2 separate regions of the Mus musculus genome follow, and region 2 is linked to region 1. Evidence: chromatin contacts called from public HiChIP or PLAC-seq data. All regions are on one chromosome and are shown on one strand. Each heading gives the region's core, a stretch centred on a gene start, on an enhancer-like site or on the middle of the called end of the contact. The rest is flanking DNA. Distances are from core to core; before and after follow the strand shown.

Region 1 (5,117 bases), core at 1,432-3,931:
GGTTTGATATACGGGAAAGATATAAAGAAAGATATAACGGCAGGGGAGTAAAGACATCAACGGGGCTACGAATGTGTTATCATTGCTCAAGGCCTCCTTTGACTCCACCACCATCAGAGTTTACACCAGGCTTTCACCAATGTCATTCCTCTCATGCTATCTTCACCAGAGATATTATTTAGGGTTTCCTTGTATAAACATCTAGTTAGAAACTGTGTGGTTTGTTCATGCAGCTGGGTTGTCTATTCGAGGGCAGGGGCCATACTGATAAGACATTAGTGCCAAGGACAGTCTGGGAACACGCAGTGCTGGTTCAACAAATTGGATCGGCTCCCTGGGCACTTGTTTTTGAGGAGAAACTGTGTAGGAAATAGCCCCAGCCTCTACGCCTCCATTTTTTTTTCTCGTAATTACCAACTTGAGAGTTTTGTCTAAATTGTAGAGTGGCCTTTCTGCTTACAGACTCCAGGGGCGGTGAACCTTCGAGAGCGCTTTCTCTGGGCTGCTCTGGGTGCTTTAGCTTGTGGGACTTAATCTCCTAGAGATCTGAGGAAAGCGATACCAAGCCACCCTCATCAAGCTCATTTTACAGATGAGGAGGCAGAAGGGTTGCCCAGAGAAAAGGGTTATCCCAGCCACCACAAGGCTGGAAGACAGCGGGATCAGGTCTGAAGCCAGAGTTCCTTTCTCCCATAGCTGAAGTGGCCTCCCATTGGCTGGCCTTCCTTTCTCTTCTAGCGTGAAAGAGCAAATAGCACTCGGATAGGATGAGAGCCTTGCTAGTGTGGGATGATCACTTGAAGACCTGGCGGTGAAGGTCTACTCCTGTGTAAAATTAAGAAGCTTCATCATCCAGGGTTTTGCTACTTCTTCAGTATGGGCTACTGGCCAAGGCACCGCTGAGCTTGTGCCACGAAGGCTGCCGCAGTGTTTTCTAGACAGACTCGCAAGGAACTCCAGCGCATTTTCCTCATCGACCGTGAAGAACCTGTGACTTTGGAGGTGTCGCTGGGACTGAGAGATGCTTCTGCCCCAGAGGGCAGGGTTCAGGGATGTTCCCAAAGGAAGGAAGAACACGTTTGACCAAGTGCTTTATTTAAAACCACGCTTTAGTATTCACGTTCTTTGGGAAGCAAAACCAAAATAGTTGTTTTGTGCGCACGCACGCGTGCATACGTGTGCGTGTGTACATGAATGAGTGCTGTGCCTGTAGGTGAGGAGGTTTGTAGAGGGCAGGGATCAACTGCAGCATTGTTCTTCAGTAGCTGCCTAACCTTGTTTTTTTGAGGCAGAGACTCCCTGGAATCCCAGGATTGCATATTAAGGTAGGGTGTCTACCACTGAGCCCCACAAATCTCCCCCCCCCCCAGTACTAGGGGTTAAATGTGCATGCCAGCATACCCAGCTGCTCACATGGGTATGGGTTATTGGACTCAGGTGTTCATGCTTGCAAGGAAAGCGCTTTCTGCCTAAGCCACCTCTCCAGCCCCATTAGCATGTTTGTTGTTGTTGTTGTTTTGTTTTTATGCTAGAGGTCAGGGAGGTTAATTTAGGCACAGAAATCCCACCAAGAGTCCTGTTGTCTTTCTACACATTTTAATTTTAATCCATGCCTAGAGAGGTTGCATTTTGACTAAGTCAGTCCTATCTGACCTGGAGTTTTGGAACCGGGTAGTGTTCTGAACAACTCCCAAGAAAACGTCTAGTTTACTTCGATGGTCATACAACTTCAAGCTGCATGTATTTAGCCAGAGCTGCTCTTTACTTCAGAGACAGGATTCCAAACTTTCCAGAAAAGGAAATGTCGCAATAGCTTTTTAAAAACAATCAGTTTCGGTATCTCATGGCCACACAGTTGGCATGCTAGTTTTGTTGAGGATCTGAAGTTGCCAACCTCAGAGAAGTGGGACTTAGAGCCTGCCCTTTCTTTTGCATGGCTTGCGTTACTCTTCACCTTCATCTACACGTGGAATCTGTTTCCTGGGAGCAACAGCCCAAAGTCCATCTTCGTGTTTAGCACCCAGGTGAATGCGCTAACGGAGGCCGTCCAGGAGCTTGTTTGACACCGGGTACATGGTTGTGATTGAACATTAAGAAAACCTTGTGGCTGGGCGGTGGTGGCGCACGCCTTTAATCCTAGCACTTGAGAGGCACAGGCAGGCAGATTTCTGAGTTCGAGGCCAGCCTGGTCTACAGAGTGAGTTCCAGGACACTCTCGAACAAACAAACAAACAACAACAACAACAACAAAAACCCAAAAAAACCCAACAAACAAACAAACAAACCCAAACAACAACAACAACAACAACAACAACAAACCTTGTAAGAGGTCAGGCATCAATAGGGTTTTGGTGGACCCAGAAGGGCTCTGTTTCTCCCTTAGCATGTGGTTACAGGGCTAACATGGATGTGTTGTTAGGAGAGATACAGCCCTCCCAGCTGCTTAAATGGGAGAGGTTCTGATGCACAGCAAGGTTTCTCCCAATTCTAAGGCAAATTATCCTTTTTTTTTCTTAGCGTAGTTGGCTTCTTACCAGCTGTTGCGCTTGCAGATGAAGGCCTATTTATCCTGGATGACCTTTTATAAAATGATTTCTTAGAGCATTGGACAGGAAGAGATAGCAGGTGCTCAGAGTCCTATTTTCTTGCAAGGCAATCATATGATGACTCAGGTCGCTGATAAGGAGGTTAGCTAGCAAAGTCGAGGTGTCAAGGATAATATCAAACAAAGAATGTGGACAGCCGCTTACAGAAGAGCTGTTAGTCACTCTGGCCTTCTCTTGTTACTTCTCCAGGCCAACAAGCCCTAAGACAGCGCCTTAAATGGGTACAACTCTAAACTGTACTTCAAATGAAAGTTAAACCGATTATTATGAAGTTGAAAACAGGAAGAGGGAGGGTCAAAATTCTCTAGTGGGCAATGGAGTGAACAAATTTCACCTGTGTGTGCACTTTTACTATAAACCAACTCAGCTCCCAAAGACAGGGGTGTATCTCTCATTAAAGTGTCACTGACTCCTGAACAGCACAGAGGGCCATCTTTAGGTAGACACCGGCAAATCTCTCCAGTTCCCTCCCAACTGTGGGAGCCAAAGTGTCTGTCCATCCTGCTGGGATTTGAACCTCTGAACCTTGGTTTTACAGAGCCAGGAATAGTTTGCACGCTGTTACTTGGCTCATAGCCACTCTTACTCCCTTTCTTATTCCCTTGCCAGGACACAGCAGGCTACTTGTGGGAATTAAAAAAAAAATTAAAGCCAAGTGGAAAAGCAACACTAAACGCTCCAAGATCTTTCCAGAGACCCAAGTAACTACTGGCATTCTCATAAATGGACTATGTTTTTAAGGAAGTCATGGGCTTGGAGCTTTGAAAAGAAAGCAGCGTCCTCACAGTTAAGTGGGTAATGCCTACCCCGGAGCCTCCCAAAGGGCGCTCTGTGAGTCCATACAAGGCTCCTTTACAAGGCCACTGACTAAAACTGGGACTGTTTTCCAAACACAGCTGGCATATTGTAAATGCAAAGCTATAACCAGGGCAAATATTTGCTCGAGGGGCAACTCTGCACAGTATTTGAAGCCAAGGTTGTTGTCAGGAGCTGCACAGGTCTAAATGCTTTGCCAGCTTAGGAGTTGCGGTTCAACCGCCACATTTTCAGCTGTGTGGCAAATAATGGGGGCAACCCTTCACAGCTTGATCTGCAAACATGCTCTACCTGGGTGAGCATGGATTTGAGGTGGTGGTGGGTGGGGCTGTGTTTAGACTTGAATTCAGTGAGTGTTCCTGGGACCCCACCTTCCTCTAAACACTTCCAATTTTTTTCTTTAGGGAAATGACCATTCTCTCTCTCTCTCTCTCTCTCTCTCTCTCTCTCTCTCTCTCTCCTCTCCTCCCCCTTTTTTCCTCCTTCCCCACTCCCATTAGAAAATCTGTAACTGTGTGTTTGATCTAAATAGCTATGAACATTAGCTGAGAAACTTGCTTGCCCTTCTTCTCTGTTTTTGTCTTCTCAAGCTCAGATTCCAGTATAGGAAGCAGAGGAGGTGGATAAAACACAGCTCTACCCAGTGAGGGCACAACCCAAACCTTGCTATAGAGCAGATACAACTGTTTCTTGTGTGCCACCATGGGAGCATTTTTGTTTTCCGAGACAGGGTTTCTCTGTGTAGCCCTGGCTGTCCTGGAACTCACTCACTCACTCTGTAGATCAGGCTGGCCTCGAACTCAGGAATCCACCTGCCTCTGCCTCCCAAGTGCTGGGTTTAAAGGCGTGTGTCACCACACCCGGCCAATGGTAGCATTTTTGAGTTCTGGATTTTAGAAGATGACATCCTGGTGAGAAGAAAGGACTCGGAGGTCTCTCCAGTTGGGATGCCCCACTCGTACCTGACAGTCTCCACACATCTCAAAGAGCCTGCCATTCTTCCTTCCTCATGTCCTTTACTTTGAATGGCAGGTGTTTGTTTCTCCCTTGCTTGAAATTACTCTGCTCAAGCTGCATGTGTTCTTCCAATTTTCCTACTGCTGGGGACAGCAGTTCCAATAAATGCCCTCCACGACTCCCTGCTTAGCAACAGGATCAAGTCACCTCAAACCTTCCAGGATATCCCCTTCCTAGACCCAGCTGTCTTCTAAAAAAATAAAAATAAATCCCCACTTCTCACACCCTGGGGCGTTGCAGAGAAGCCAGGGTCATGAACTGCTCTTGAATGTTTGCTGTGCCTTCTTCTCTATTAGAGATGGTCCCTCAACTTCCGTCTGAGGGTTGAGCACCTCGCCCCTGTTTCAGTGCCTGCTTCACCATCACCATCACCAGAAGGTGTGTCTTGCCACCCTAGCTCACAGTACCCCCTGCCCCCACCTCTGCTTAGTCTCTAGCTCAATTTACAGAGGATTAATATTCAGAATATACAAAGAACTTAAAAAAGGAAACAAATGACTCAAGCAAAAATATAATAAGGAACTAAAAAGAGAATATTCAAAAGAAGAAAGACAAATGACCAATTGTATATTGAAAAAGCATTCAACATCCTTAGCCATAAGGGAAATGAAAATCAAACCTGCTTCTCATCCTAATTAGAATGGCTGTCATCAAGAAAACAAATGACAAACAATGGAG
Region 2 (5,117 bases), core at 1,230-3,729, 190 kb after region 1:
TCCAAGAATATTTGGGTGCTACAGATTGGCCTGAATTCAGTGGCATGAGAGATCGGCCTCTGATCCAAGCAACCACTATCTTGAAGTGGTCGGCTGTGTAGCTGTGTACCTTCTAAAGGATGATCCCATCTAGGCTGGTCGAGTGTTTACACCTGCATAAAGGGGTGGAGTAGGTCATGAGATTTTAACCTGAGTATCTCACTGCTCCTTACCACCTGGCAACTCTATACAAAGCCCGAGGGAGGGAATGGAGTATACTGAGGCTGAAGGACACTAGAGCAGGAACTTCATCTGTGTGTCTGAAGGGAAGTCCTCAGACCTGCTGCGAAGGCTTTCCAGGAGCAGTCACTCGAGGGAGGAGCGCCCTCAACCCTGTAAGTAACTCCTCGCTAGTGCTCTGTAAGGAAGCCCACCAAGTTCCTCGGTTCCCCCAGAGGATGCTCTGGTGGAATTGTGAGTTGGTTTGTCTTTAGGACCTTAGGAGAAGGGATGAATGCTGTTATGTTCCCTCTGGAGAAGAGATTTTAGCAACACAGGGTATAAGATGGTGAATAGGATCAAACCATACATAAAATTCTCCAAGAACCACTAGAGATATTTAGAGTGAACCACCAGCTTGCCTGTCATTTTAGGCCAACACATCTTGATGTAAAATGGTGCTGTGAATACCGTGTAATCGTTCTTTTATTGGCCACGGTGTTAGACAGAGTTGAGTTTACATGCTTTCCCCGCCTATTGGGCCACATTGTGTATTCCCAGTACATTGCAAGTATACAATATACGAAAGCTAGCAGTACTTATTCTACTAAACTATGGGCCTTAGAGTATTAACCAGTGGGTTCATTCTTAACAAACTGCCACAACCTTGACACCTGAAAACAACAGAAATGTCACACACTTCCAGAGACCACAAGTCTGAAGATAGTGTCAACAGATCACATGCCCCGCAGAGGCTGGGGAAGAAATCAGCTCCCACCCAGGTTCTGGAGCCTTGTGGAAGCTGCCAGAATTCCTTGGTGTTCCTTGGCTGTGTCTGCAATCCTTCTATGGTCTTCCTCTGCCCTCATAGTGAAGTCTTCTCTGGAGTGTCTCATATTCTTTAACCATACTTTTGAGGTGTTTAGGGCCCACCCAGGTCACTCCAAGTGATCGCTTTATCTAGAGATCCTTAATAGTCAAATGCTCAGAAATTCTACTGTATAAACCAACAGTCACAGGTTCTAGAGCTTTCCAAACGATTCCTTAGAGGGCATCACTCAGTCTACCATGACCCCTTATGAGGTGACAGACAATCCTGGTTTTCCAGGAATACCTTTCTTTTCTAGTTACAAAAGAGAAAGCAAAGGCAAACAACTATGGTTCCATTTACTAGGCTGCGAGAGGCAGAGGGAGGATTCAGCAACTTTCCTTGTTTTTTAGAGCATTTTGCAAAAAACCAATCTGGTTAATCAAGAATTATGTTGATGAGGACACTCGTGAGTTAAGATTTTCTACATAATTACATACCACCCCCCCCCCCATGAATCTACCTGTGGAGGGTGAAATGGGTATAATATAAGGCCTCCCCCTTGGCTAAGAGGAATATAAAATCTCTAGGTAGTGTGTTAGTCTACGTTTAGTTGCAATACCCAAATACCCGATGCCAGATCATTTGTAAAGAAGAAGGGTGTATTTAGCTCACAGTTCTGGAGTCCCAAGAGCATGGCAGCAGTCTCTGCTTGGCTATGGTGAGGTGCCCATTGTGTATGGCATCCTGATGGTGGGAACACGTGGCAAATGGGGGGCCAGACAGCAGGGAGGGGCTGGTCTGACTCACTACAACCACTCTCTCCAGAACTATCTGGAGTCTCAGGAGGCATTAATCCCTTCTGGTGGCAATGTCCCCAGGAATCTAATCTCCACCCTTATGACTCACCTCTTAAAGGTTCCATTATTCTCCAATATCACCGTACTGAGTCCCAGGATCCCAGTATATGAGCTGGCAAGGGACAAGCTATGTCAAATAATAGCGGATAGGAAACCGAATATTTCCTTAGAGAGAAAAGACAGCACAGTAAATCATTTGTCCAAGGGTGCCATAAAAGGTAATGAAGATGACAATTCTGGGGACCCTCCTGTCCATGGGGTAGGTAGACAGGAACAGCAACTCCCCAAGTGCTTTCAATAGGATGGACATGAGTGGCTGTGCTATCCTGGACCAGGGTCAGTGGAGTTGCCCGCTAACTAATAAAGATTTTAGTCCATGTTAACTAAAGCTATAGCTTTAGTTATTTCTCCTTTTAAAAAGACTTCACACAGAGATACGCCCATGTATCCGAGTCTCCGTTCTAATTCAGGATCAAGAAAATATAGTCCTGTGTTACCTTTGAAGTTTTCAGCCTTCATCTTGAGAAAAGTTTTTCCTTAGATCCTAGGTCCTCCCCAGACAGAGAAGGCAGTGTGACTAAGAGCCTGGTGACATCAAGCTGAGACGCAGCATGTCCCCTGTCCCGCACTCTGTGCTATGTCCTAATTCTCTTGCCTCTCTCATGTGCTCATGTGTGGCTAGGTAGGAAAGTGTGTTTGAGGACTGAATAGTGGACTTGGAAGGATGGCACAGTAGTTAAGAGAACTTCCTGCTCTTGTAGGGGACAGGGTTCAGTTCCCAGCACCCACACCTGGTGGCCCACAACTCCCTATAACTCTAGTTTTAGGGGACCTGACACCTTCCTCTTGCCTCCTCTCACACCTACATGTGTGTGGTGCACATAATCTCTCATAGGCACATAGGCATGCACAGGAATCAAACTCAGGGAGTCCTAGTCCTTGGGTTCCCAGATGGCACCCTATTGTTGGAGCTCCAGTAAGCAGGGAACCAGCAGTTCCCCAATGCTGCCTGAGTAGTTTGAAAGGACTAGAGAAATTCATTTCAGAAATGTGAAAGTATAAAACCTGTCTGTATTCTCGCCCAATTTTCTCGTATCTCTGTCTCCCTCACCTAAAGCTGCTCCCATCTCAGAACTAAAAATTATTCATTAACTGAGATCCGTGAAAGGCTCAGTATGAATAACCGAATATGGTAGAATTTTGGACGCTGTGACAGGAAACAGGAAGCTCAATGCGGGGGCTGTGGGGTCTGTCCTTAAGCTTTGGGGCACTTGCCCAATGACTCAGAGACCACACCTGCCCACTCAGCCTACCCACAAGGCCACTGCTGGGTATGACCAGCTCTGCCGGGCCCATGCCAGCCTGCACATACTTCTTCCTCGGCTGGCAGCTACAGGCCAAGGAGGGTATCTCAGAACCAATGTTTCCTGGCTGAAGGCCAATCTTGATCTAGTGCCTAGGAGGTGCAGAAAGGCAGGGACAAAACATAAAACAATCCAGCTTAGGGGCTGGAGGAATGGCTCAATGCTTAAGAGCCTTTCTTGCTTTGGCAGAGGACCTGGGGTCAGTTGCCAGCACCTATTTTAGCCTCAGGGATCACTTTCTTCTGGATTCTGAGTATGCACAGGTTCGAGTGTGTGCACTCCCACACATACACAGGATGAAAAAATAAAAACAGTGTCTTAAATGAGCCAGCATGAGCAGGTGTCACTCTGCGGATTCAGACTCCATCCCATCTCCTGTAAGGGAAGTATCCCTTTATTCCCATTCAATAACGAGTTATTGAGGGGCAAGTTGGCTCTGCAGGAAAAGGAGCTGGCCACCAAATCTGACAACATGAGTTCAATCCCCAGGATCCACATGGTAGAAGCAAACTCCTTCTGTCTGGCTTCCACATGTGGTTATGGCACACACACACACACACACACACACACACACACACACACAGGATTGCAGGCACACACAGAGGACACTACACACACACTCATAGACAACACTATGCACAGATTCATATATATACACACACACAATGAACTATAAAATGTAAAAACAATGAAAATAAAAACAGGGTTTTTGTTGTTGTTTTTTGTTTGTTTGTTTGTTTGTTTTTTCTGAGACAGGGTTTCTCTGTGTAGCCTTGGCTGCCCTGGAACTCACTTTGTAGACCAGGCTGGCCTCGAACTCAGAAATCCGCCTGCCTCTGCTTCCCAAGTGCTGGGATTAAAGGCATGTGCCAACACTGTCTGGCTTATAAAAACAGTTTTTAATGCACATACTTTACTTATACAAAAATACCAAGAAAAAGGTTACAAACATAATTCTAATAATGTATATCAAAAATGTATAACAGCAGCATAAGGTGATCATACTACAATGGAATATAGGAAGATAAAACTCCAGGTTCTTGGAATAATTGTATGCATGTGCATAATAGCTAGTCTTGGAGCCATGTTTGAGGTATCCAAGAGGGAAGAGCATTCTGAGGTCCTGAGAATTGAAATAGGGGAAGAGTGGCGAGTATAAGTTTTTACTAACTTTTAGTAGAAAATTTCAATTTTCCACTACGGATATACACAGCAGGCCACAGAAGTATTAACAGCGTCCTTGGCTGCCACCAACAGAGAGAAGACTATCTAAACACTATATTCTTGCAGGATTAAGCACACATGTTCTTACCATGACATGAACCTGTTTAGTGCTTACAGTCTAGAGAGCGAATGTGGTTGGGCTTATTTTCTTTGTAACCCTATGCATTTTCTCTGGCACATTTGAATGCAATATTCTGAGAAGGAACCCACAGGCTTCAGCAGACAGCTCAGGAGGCTAAGGGCTTCTAGAATGGAAGCCACCTGTCTGTTTGGTGATACCCAGAAAGCCTTATTGCTGAGCTGGTGTGTAACATTAAGAGGCAAAAAGTGTTCTCTGATTAACTCGTTCGTTTCTTGAACATAATAACAACAGACGAGCCCCCTGGATGGAGTCCCGGAAACTGAACATTTGAAGGCCAGTCATCTCCAAAGTGACTTTTCTCTGCATGCCAGCATGAGTCAGAGAGGATGCTTAAAGTACTCCAGAGACAGAGGACTTGAAACATAGAAGGTATTAATAGAATCCCTCCGACCTTGGGGCTTCAGTTCCTCCCACAGCCTTCCTGGTCACATGTTGGGCATCCCGAGAGGCTGAGCCTGACTGTGTGAGGAAGACTATTGGAGACACTCAGCCGAGTCAGGAGCCCATGTGTTCTGTAGCTG

What was found. HiChIP or PLAC-seq counts read pairs in DNA pulled down with a chosen protein or histone mark.
Region 2: an HNF4G HiChIP or PLAC-seq map of pancreatic cancer cells shows a contact between it and region 1. The contact joins two enhancer-like sites. A contact is called at or near these places in 1 of 39 promoter capture datasets (the C10 cell line), 3 of 484 Hi-C or Micro-C datasets (liver, nephron progenitors and uterus), 7 of 115 datasets of contacts at active chromatin or transcription factors (the 230-238 cell line, SST interneurons, embryonic basal ganglia and 3 more) and 1 of 9 other capture datasets (embryonic stem cells).

What each region holds. Positions count from the first base shown.
Region 1 is chr14:76,592,025-76,597,141 of GRCm38.p6, forward strand. No RefSeq gene overlaps it. Among named protein-coding and RNA genes, the nearest start is that of Serp2, 38 kb to the left of the region's middle. Within about 2 kb of position 2,682, at least 31 of the 459 cell types and tissues checked have an H3K27ac peak or open chromatin away from gene starts, as enhancers often do. A contact at or near this core is called in pancreatic cancer cells, where this site is marked.
Region 2 is chr14:76,784,597-76,789,713 of GRCm38.p6, forward strand. The region is part of intron 1 of Gm30246 (a long non-coding RNA gene); the gene reads left to right. Among named protein-coding and RNA genes, the nearest start is that of Gm30246, 6.4 kb to the left of the region's middle. Within about 2 kb of position 2,480, at least 90 of the 459 cell types and tissues checked have an H3K27ac peak or open chromatin away from gene starts, as enhancers often do. A contact at or near this core is called in pancreatic cancer cells, where this site is marked.